Linked DNA regions of Mus musculus: region 2 is linked to region 1. Evidence: chromatin contacts called from public HiChIP or PLAC-seq data. All regions are on one chromosome and are shown on one strand. Each heading gives the region's core, a stretch centred on a gene start, on an enhancer-like site or on the middle of the called end of the contact. The rest is flanking DNA. Distances are from core to core; before and after follow the strand shown. Region 1 holds the start of Zbtb42 (zinc finger and BTB domain containing 42). Region 2 holds the start of Brf1 (BRF1, RNA polymerase III transcription initiation factor 90 kDa subunit).

Region 1 (4,886 bases), core at 1,032-3,531:
GGACGCACCTTGATGGACAACCTTGGACTCTGCACAGGTCCATGCAGGATGGGTTGCAGGTCAAGAGGGATCAGGGAGGAACTCACTAAAGACGTGACCTTCAAGCAAAGGCAGGAATAAAGAGGAGAGACCGTGTCAGGGACTTTGGAAAGAACATCCCAGGACCACAGGCACATCGCCTTACGGTATGCCCTGAAGTTAATTTTCACAGGTCCCTAGAATATGCTCTGATTCCCGTGTTGCTAGTCCCCAGTAGCAGAGGTATTTATTATTAAGGGGGTAGGGCAGTGGTTCTCAACCTGTGGGTCACGACCCATTGGGGATAAAATGACCCTTTCATAGAGGTCGCCTAAGATCATCAGAAAAGCAGATGGTTCACAGGACGATTCGTAAAAGTGGCAAGATTAAATTTATGAAGTAGCGACAAAAAATAATTTTATAGTTAGGAGTCACCACAACATGAAGAACTGTATTATTAAAAGGTTGAAGCATTAGGAAGGTTGAGAACCACGGATATTGGGGCTCAGAATCATGCTAATTCTGGGAGGGGCTGAGGCAGAGGCAGGCTCCAGAGAGGGACGGTAGGATCTGGGCTTACTCTGAACATAGGATGTGGGCCATTCCTACAGAGGTAGAGTGGTGGTAAATACTTGGACAGTCAGAGGGAACTGGCCCTCCCCCGGCCGGGCTCCTATGTTGGGGGCAGCCAAGCTCCGCCCCTCAGCCATGCAGTGCCTGGATAACTGCCAGGTGACTCTAGGCTTCTTACTGCAGGTGCCAGATGAAGAAAATATAGTCAAATGTGCATTTCAGACACATACATTTCTTTTCCAGGGCAGGAAGTTGAGACTGGGCCTTGCCATGTAGCTCAGGCTGGTCTAGAACTTGAAATATCCCTGCTTCAACCTCCGTTTAGTACAACACTGGTTTTCTTCCCTGTAGAATCTAGGTCCTCCAGGAACCCTGGGAGCCCCCTTGGGCTTCCAATACAACTTTGAACAGGCCCCCTGGAGCTGTCCCCAACAGCCAGAAAGCCCCACTTCACAACTGGGTACTCTGTTCTGAGTGTCTAATGAGCCGGGCAGGGGGTTGGGGGGAGAGACAGGACTCAGCGGCTGTCTCTACCCAGAATGCCTTTGGATATTCTACCCAAACCCCTTTCCCTGTAATTCCTGTGCAAGACCTCCTTCATACTTACCCTCCAGCTCTCTATGTGGTGCCCACCCAACATTATTGGTCCCTGGACTTCTAACAAATGCAAGGTGAAAATTCGGAACGGGCCTAGCCCCATAGGAACTCTGGCTCTGTGATTTGGTACTGCGTGGCCCCTCCCTCACGCTAGAACTGTAAATGAGAGTGTCTAACTGACAAGCTTAATGAAGCTCAACGTGAGCGATGTCTCAAGCAACTTCAAGCCCCCTCAGCTAAGAATACCCCTCCGCCTGCACACTTGGGAGCCATTGGTGTAGCCCATGCCAAGGGGCCTCGACTCCTCTAAACCCCGGGCTCTATTGTCACGTCCTCTCCCCAGAAGAAGCAGGAGTCTCCTCAAACCCTGCTGACCCTGATTCCCCTGGAACACTGTGCCCAGGGTGCCGGCCCTGGCCTCTCTCCATATCACTCCTCCTACATCCTGTGTGTGACCTGTCTGCCTAACTCCGGAGGTCTCCTGCCACTTCTCTGTGATTGTGTCTTAAACCCATCCCACCACATCTGCCCTACCCAGTGCCCTCTGTCACAGATCTTAGTGCGCTTGACTGTCAGCCCAGGGTCTGCAGAGGGCGGTAATTCTCTCTCTGAGACCCCAGCTCCACGGCCTGTCCCAGATGTGTTAACGTGAATTCAAGAGAAATCTTCATAGGGCGAAGTGAATTTCTTTTTGACATTTGTGGTCTCTCATTGGCGCCCTGACCCATCTGAAGGACCGTCTTCCAACGGGTCCGAGGCCATTGTCCCGTAGTCCACGGAGAAGCAACTGCCCCTTTGTCCACCAGGGCAGTCGGGACCCCATGGAGGACACAGAGGCCCAGGAGACAAGTATCGCGAGAGGGTCCCGCACCCCCTCCCGTCACAGAGTGCGGCGGGCTAGCTTCTAGCGGGACTGACCGGGTGGGGCGGACAGAGAAGGGGTAGCGAGGTGACCTCAGCGGTTCGGCCGCTCCGGGAAGTCGCCCGGTCCGCCCCCTCCAGCTCCAGCCGGGAGTTTCGCTCTTCGGGGCGGGGCAAGCAGCAGGCGTTGCCCCGCCGGCCAAGTTAGTGCGCGCCCCGCCCGGCGCCGTCCGGGTCCCCGCGCCCTCCCGGCCGGGGCGCGCCGCCCCCAGTTCGGTGCGGTCCGAGCTGCACGGGAAAGCTTGCAGAACGAGCGGAGAGCCGCGCGTGCGGCGAAGGTGAGCACAGGGGCGGGTACTCGGCTCCGCCTGCCTAGCCGGCCGTTCCCCACGGCCGCGCTGCCATAAATGGGGCCGACGGCAGCGGTGGCAGCTGGCGGCGGTGCGGGCGGGCGGCGACTCTGGCGTCGGGGGGCGCGGCAGGCGGGGGGGGGGGGGCGAGGCAGCCTGAAGTCCTGACTTCTTTCTGTCCGCGCGGCTCGGCCCCTCCGCTGCGCCCCGAGCCCCGCCCCGGCGGCAGAGCGGCTTCTGTTTACTTTCGATCGAGTTTTTCCTGCTCCGGGCAGGTGCCGGGGCAGCTCAGGGCTGGCGGTTGCGCGCGTCACTCCCGCGCCTCTCTGTGGGCTGCCTGCACCCGGGAAGGGCGCGTCGGGGCGAGCGGGGGCCACGGCATCCCCGGCGTGTTGACAGGCGTCCCGTTTGTGCCCAGGTGATGACTGCGGCGGCATGGAGTTCCCGGAGCACGGCGTACGGCTGCTGGGCCGCCTGAGGCAGCAGCGCGAGCTGGGGTTCCTGTGCGACTGCACTGTTCTGGTGGGCGACGCGCGCTTCCCTGCGCACCGCGCTGTACTGGCCGCGTGCAGTGTCTACTTCCATCTCTTCTACAGGGATCAGCCCGCGAGCAGCCGCGACACGGTGCGGCTCAACGGCGACATCGTCACGGTACCCGCCTTCAGCCGCCTGCTGGACTTCATGTACGAGGGCCGCTTGGACCTGCACAACCTACCTGTCGAGGACGTCCTGGCTGCCGCCAGTTACCTGCACATGTATGACATCGTCAAGGTCTGCAAGGGCAGACTCAGAAAGAAGGACCCAGATCTGGAGACCCGTACGCTGGGGACAGAGCTTCCTGGGCAGCCACCACACCCCCTGCCTTCCTGGTCCCCTGCCTTCTGCCAAGCCGCACCAAAGGCCAAACACCCATCTCTAGGGGTCAAGGCTACCCATCCCCTGCCAACATTTGGACCTCCGTCTTGGCAGGTTGCAGAGCAGTCAAGTGGGGCCCTGGACCTGTCACTGAAGCCTAGCCCAAGACCGGAGCAGGTACACCCACCCTGTCGCCTCCAGACATCCCTCTGCAGCTCCGTACAGCAAGTGGCGCAGCCTCTGGTGAAGGCTGAGCAAGATTCGTTCTCAGAACAAGATAGCAGCAGCCCGCAGAGCGCGGACCGATCCCCACCACCAGTCTGTGCTTCTGCAGCCCAGGGCCTGGCAGTGGACTTGGAGCCACTGCACATCGAAGGGACGGGCAGCCAGCAGCTTGGGCTGCCTGCAGAGCCAGTGCTCGACAGTGAAGAGCTGGGTCCCAGCAGGCACCTTTGCATTTGCCCGCTATGCTGCAAGCTGTTCCCTAGCACCCACGCACTGCAGCTGCATCTCAGCGCCCACTTCCGGGAGCGGGACAGTGTCCGTGCCAGGCTCTCCCCCGAGGGGTCCGTGCCCACGTGCCCACTCTGCAGCAAGACCTTCTCCTGCACATACACCCTGAAGAGGCATGAACGGACACACTCTGGGGAGAAGCCCTATACCTGCGTGCAGTGTGGCAAGAGCTTCCAGTACTCACACAACTTAAGCCGGCATGCTGTGGTCCACACGCGGGAGAAGCCCCATGCCTGCCGCTGGTGTGAGCGCAGATTCACACAGTCCGGTGACCTGTACCGCCATGTCCGCAAGTTCCACTATGGCCTAGTCAAGCCCTTGCTTGTGTGAAGTGTTTTTCTGTATCCCCCCCAAGGTGGAGGGAGAAAAGGGGCAGGGTCTCCTGGGTGGGACTCTGGGGCAGAGGAAAAAAGCACAGGCCGGTGGTAGCACTACCCCAAGGCTAGAAGGTTGCACCAGCCAACCTGAATGAATGTTGCTGCTTCTTGGATGGGTTGCCGCCTTCTCTCCTTCTCCCCACCTCACACCTGAGGTTGTACCCTGCCCAGTTAGGGACACTTTCTTCCTCACTGTCCTCTCTAGCAAGGTTCTAGAGTGCCTGGCCTGCCCGCACACTGGGCAGTGAGAGGTAACTCAGTTTTCCTGCCCTGGAGCTTCCCTGTCCTGCTGGGAGACTTGAGAGTGTCCTTGTTTGCCTAATGCCACGATGGAATGACTCAACTTGTCAAGAAAGTCATTAATGCAAGTGTCTTAACAGGGTGCACTGAGTGAGCAGGCCATTCCTGGTGAGTGACAGCAGGAGCCCCTGTTGAGAAGGCCTCAGGCACAACAAGTACCAGCAGGGGCCATAGAGATGCAGCTGGCCTTTCAGGAGGCATAGCTCCAGCAGGGACCCCGAGCATCATGAGGAGGGCAGCTGAAGCTGGGTGTCCCTGGAGTGGGACTTTGGACAACGAAGGAGAATTTGGAAATGGATTGTCTTTAATAGCTGGAGCCTCCCAAGGCCACTATGTGTCCCCTACTGGTTGAAGATCCTGCAAGTGTCCCCTACTGGCTTCATGGGGCTGGTGATGGCAGATTTTGCCATGAACCAAGCTTTGCATGTTGAAGCTGATGCTG
Region 2 (4,886 bases), core at 1,251-3,750, 320 kb after region 1:
TACAATCTCGGCTGTGTAGAGACTGAAGCTGGAGCATCATGAGTTCGAGGCCAGCTTAAGTTACATAGTGAAACTAGGAAAGAGAAAGAGCGCAGAGGGCATTGTTTGTATATAGTCCCTTCCAGAAAGTAAGGGGGGGTGGGGAGGCAGGGACACAGCTCACTTGTTTCAGGAGTACATTCATTACCTTGACATCTAAGGCTGATAGATGTTAAACTACAGGCCAATACCCCAGGACAATGCCTCAGGTGAGCTTGCTTTTGGAACTCACAGCAGATTCAACAATCTGCTGCACGGGCTGGGGAGACAGTCCTGTCGGTCAGTGGAGTAAATGCTTGCTGTGCAGATCCCCAGGATGCACATAAAAGCAGGTCAGGAGTGTTAGCCACTTATAACCCCAGCAGTTGGGAGGCTGAGAGTGGTAATCCCTTGGCCAACCTGGTTAGCTAGAGTAGCCGGAATCAGGAGCCCCAAGTTCAGCAAGAGACCCTGACTCAGTAAAGTGGAGAACTATCAAGGAGGGTTCCTGATGCCAACTTTGGGCCTCCTTACTCATGTGCCCACACATACATGTATGCCTGTGCACACACACACACACACACCACACACACAGCCTCAGCCGCACAGGGCATGGTGTGCATGCTTGTAATCCCAGTACTTAGGAAACTGAGGCAGGGGAGGCTGCTAAAAGTTCAAGGCCAACCAGTCTACACAGGAACATCTTGTCTCAAAAAAAAACCCAAAAAGTTGGGTCTGGTAGTACAGGTTCATAACTGCAACTACTTAAGAGGCTGAGTCAGGAGGACTGCAAGCTCAATGCTTGCCTGGGTTACTGATTAAGTTCAAAGCCAGCCTGGACAACTTGTCAAAACCCTAACTCAAAGTAAACCATAAAAAGCTAGGAACATAGAGAGCTCAGTGGCACTGCACTTGCTTAGTATGAGCAAGACCTGGGCTCCAGCTCCATACACACAATACATATAAATATGCAAATACAGTTACATACAGTCCAAGGGAAAGAGATTACAAATACACTAGTCCATAGAGGAAGGCAAAAGCTGGATGGCTCACAATTCTGATCGCAAAACATTAAATGTAAACAAAAGGTCAGGCTGAATGCACTACAGAACCCGGAGCAGACTCACACAGGGGGGCAGACAATGACCTCTGCGGAAGGAACAATGGTAACTCCATGTAAAAAAAAAAAAAGGAATCCTTTCAGCAAACTATGTGTGGAAAATGGTACCTCCGCAGACAAGAAAGGAGCCTCAGCCCGCACATCCCACTTTCCACAAGGCTTAACTCAAAAAATGTGGACTAGGCTTCCACTGACATAGGGATTTGGGAACTGTTTAGTGTGCCAGAGTCCCTGGGCTAGATCCCCAGTCTACAGAAAATAAAAACAAAACTGCGTAAAAGTGTAAACAATAACTTTTAGAAGACAAACGCGGTGACTCAAAGACATCTTAGATTCGTGACAAAGGAAACTCTCAAGAAAGAAAAGGCGACAAATTGGAATGCTTCAAAATGTAAAACCTTTGGTCAAAATAGTAACATTTGCCTCAAGAATCAGATATACAAAGAAAGACTTGGAAGTATAACTCACCTAGAGACTCGACATTCAACGGTTAGGAAACAAACCCTTATTTTAAAAAGATAAGGACTCAGGCGACTGGGCAGAGAATTGAGGCTGGGCACATCTTCTTCATAGCCCTTAGGGCAATGACACCTGTTAGAGTGGCCAACCGGATAAACGGAACCTGCGAGCCTGAAAGCCGTGCCTGTCAGATTTCGGGACCCAGCCCGACGACCTCCGTTGGACCGGACCGCGACGCTTGGACCGGGCAGATCGCGGAGTTTACATCGGCGTACGGGACTCGGAGGGGACCTGGCTGCAGATTCCCGGCCCGGCCCTGCCTCAGTTTCCCTGTCCGACTGCCCACGGTCTGTCACAGGACGACCTACTTCAGTTTCCCCGCCAGCCTCGACTCCTCCCTCGGACCTCGCACACGCAGCCCTGCCCGGCCCCCTCGCCCGAGCTGCAGAACTCACCGTCCAGCGACACGAACTGGCCGACCGCCGACGAGCCGCCGCCGCTGTTCTCCACGAACTGCACCTCGGACACGATGATGTTGTCCTCGAGCACCGAGCCGCAGCCCGTGCACACCGCATCGCCGCGCGCCGCATCCAACTCGATGTCCGTGCCGCCGCAGCCGCGGCAGACGCGGCCCGTCATGGTGGAGCCGCGGGGCCCCACCGGCCCCCCAGCCGCTCAGCAGTCCGCTCTCCGCCCGCGGCCCTCAGCCCGCAAGGCCCGTCGCGCCGCCTCCGTCTGCGCCGCACTCTCGCGAGGCCGCCGGCGCCACGCCTGCCGATTCGTCGCGGCAGATTCGCCCAGCGCGTGCGGGCCGCGCTGCCTGCAACGGCCGCGCCCGCGGGACCGATAAAGGAACTCAAGAATCGTTGGGACGCTGGGACCGAACCGCCGACCTTCCGGGCGGCCGGAAGCAAAGCTCCAAACCTGGAACCCGGAGGCCTCGCGGGCCAAAAGCCAACAACGGGGCGGGACTGGAGGGCGGGCGAGAAGGGCGGGGCGGGGCGGGGCGGGGCGAGGAGCGCAGCCCGGGACCCGACTCGGGCCGTGGGAGGAGCCTAGGAGGAAATGCGGGCTGAGGGAGGAGCCTGGGACAGGGGCGAGGCTTAAAGTGACGGGGCCCGGAGTAGGCCGGTGGGTGGAGCTGGGACGAGTATGGGAGGAGCCTGTAGATGGCGCCGAGGCCACGAAGCTTTCGGTATGCGGAGCCGAAGGAGAGCCGATTGTCTGAGAGAGGAAATCTGGAAACAAAGTAGTGGGATGGGTTTGTGGGCGGTAACTTGTGTGCGGCCAAGGCCCGGCCCGTGGAGCCTGCACTGATTGGCACAATAGGCTTTGGGAGCGTCCTGGGCTGGATGTAGTGGGAGTAACTTGGGGAGTCAGCAAGCCCTAGAGGGCAGGATCAAGGACTGCCGGCGGGGCAGCGTTTAAGAGGGACCTGGAATGTTCTCCCAGACTCTGCTGCAGACACCTCATCCCCCATCCCTCAGTCCCAGGGTGAACAGTCTCTGGGACCACAGTTGGTCACCTCAACGCTGAGTTCTCAGCAGGACTTCCTATTTCCTGGCAGTAACGGGTCTGGGTAGTAGGGTAGTGAGCTCTGGGTAAAGTAGAGCATACACAGAACCCTCTGCATCCGCAGGCGCTGCTCACAATCTCAGCCATACCTGTCAGTCCTTGGGAAGTTTAGCAAATCTTGTGCACTACTACAGGTAAGAAACTCCAAAATTAGACTGCAGGATGCCACAGGAGCTCAAACTAAGAGGGAAGCATTGTAAATATGCAGACTTCTGATCAGCTTGCAAAACCAGCGTTATCAACACAATTTAGAAGAAGAACAAGAACAACAACTTGGAAAAAGCCGATTGTGTTGGTGCACACCTTTAGTCCCAGCACTCCAGAGGTAGGGGCAGGTGAATCTCTGTGAATTAGAGGCCAGCCAGGACTCTGTTTTATACATAGAGTAACCCTGTCACAAACAAACAAACAGAACTTGGGAGGGATCTCCTCAAAACATAGCAAAGGAAGGGTTGGTGAGATTGCTCGTCAAGTAAATGCCAAGCAAATCTGTCTGCCTTGCTTGAGTTCAATCCCAAGAACTCTGGTAAAGGCGGACTGAGAGAATTTACTCCACAAAATTCTCTTTTGACCTCCACACATGTACCCTCTCACCATCATGTGCACAATACATATTAAAGTCAAATGGCAAATGAAGGAATTGAAGGATTTGGAGTGCTGCACAGTTCCTGTGCTCTCGAGTCACCCCAAGGGATCCCAAATCAACATGTCATTGAATGCCTCAAAAGGTCCAGGACAGCCAATGGTATGTCCGGAAAAAAAACAAAAACAAAGCAATACTCCAGAAACCCAGAGTGAAGCACTCACAGGAGCTCCTGGTTCCCTATACAGTTGGTGTCTTTAGGAGATAACCATGGTCAGAGTCCCAAGGTGGAGGACCAGGGTCCTTCAGACCTCCTCACAGATGCCCCTGAGCCTTGTCCCTTCTCAGTGACCCCAATGTACATTGCAGTAAGACAAGTGCTAAGAAGGGAAGAGCAGCAAGTTCTTCAGCCCCTACAGAGGAACCAGGTGGAGCCCTATCTTCTTTGGAGGGCCTGGGGATGCTTCCCTGCCATTCTATCTTGAAAAAGGCTCACCCAATCTGAGTCTTAAAGAGCAAGAATATCTTGCTCTGCAGGGGATAAACATGAAAAGGTGAGCTTATCACTCATGAATGCCATTGTGTAGAGAGAAAACATAGCTCAGAGCTGGGGGTACCCCCAAATGCTTCATCATGGAGAAGTATTAGGCGTACCACAAAGAGAAGAGAGTGCCTGTGTTAAACCCCTTTGCTCTGCACAGATTCTGCTATGGATTCTGCTATACCACTGCTTTACCCAATCCACTCATTAGCCTTGCGTCCTTCCATTCCCAAGTTTGTATGACATAGTCAAGCCCTTGCCACAAAACAGTCCCAGCACACACATTTCCTTGAGTTCAATTCTTTTTCTGTTTCAATAAAACTTGTAGAATATTTGTTTGCTGGGACTACCAGAACAAAGTGCCCCAGACTCAGCGACTTGACTTTGTCTACTCTTGGAGCTGGAGAGATGGCTCAGAGGTTAAGAGCACTGGCTGCTCTTCCAAAAGGTCCTGAGTTCAATTCCCAGCTACAATCATCTATAATGAGATCTGGTGCCCTCTTCTGGCGTGCAGGTATATATGCAGACAGAATACTATATACATGAAAAAGAAATTAAACCTTTTTTTTTTTTTTTTTTTGGTTTTCCTG

What was found. HiChIP or PLAC-seq counts read pairs in DNA pulled down with a chosen protein or histone mark.
Region 2: an H3K27ac HiChIP or PLAC-seq map of extraembryonic endoderm stem cells shows a contact between it and region 1, with 2.5 times the contacts expected there. The contact joins the promoter of Brf1 here to the promoter of Zbtb42 in region 1. A contact is called at or near these places in 4 of 39 promoter capture datasets (the C10 cell line, the HPC-7 cell line and cranial neural crest), 2 of 484 Hi-C or Micro-C datasets (bone marrow and neutrophils), 1 of 115 datasets of contacts at active chromatin or transcription factors (extraembryonic endoderm stem cells) and 2 of 9 other capture datasets (adipose tissue and liver).

What each region holds. Positions count from the first base shown.
Region 1 is chr12:112,676,559-112,681,444 of GRCm38.p6, forward strand. Zbtb42 (zinc finger and BTB domain containing 42) reads left to right here and starts at 2,282. Exons shown (of 2, transcript NM_001100460.1): 1 at 2,282-2,387; 2 at 2,818-4,886. The coding sequence starts at 2,835. The coding sequence ends at 4,097.
Region 2 is chr12:112,998,121-113,003,006 of GRCm38.p6, forward strand. Brf1 (BRF1, RNA polymerase III transcription initiation factor 90 kDa subunit) reads right to left here and starts at 2,501. Exons shown (of 18, transcript NM_028193.3): 1 at 2,053-2,501. The coding sequence starts at 2,236. 9230104M06Rik (a long non-coding RNA gene) reads left to right here and starts at 2,604. Exons shown (of 3, transcript XR_001780729.2): 1 at 2,604-2,792; 2 at 3,237-3,306.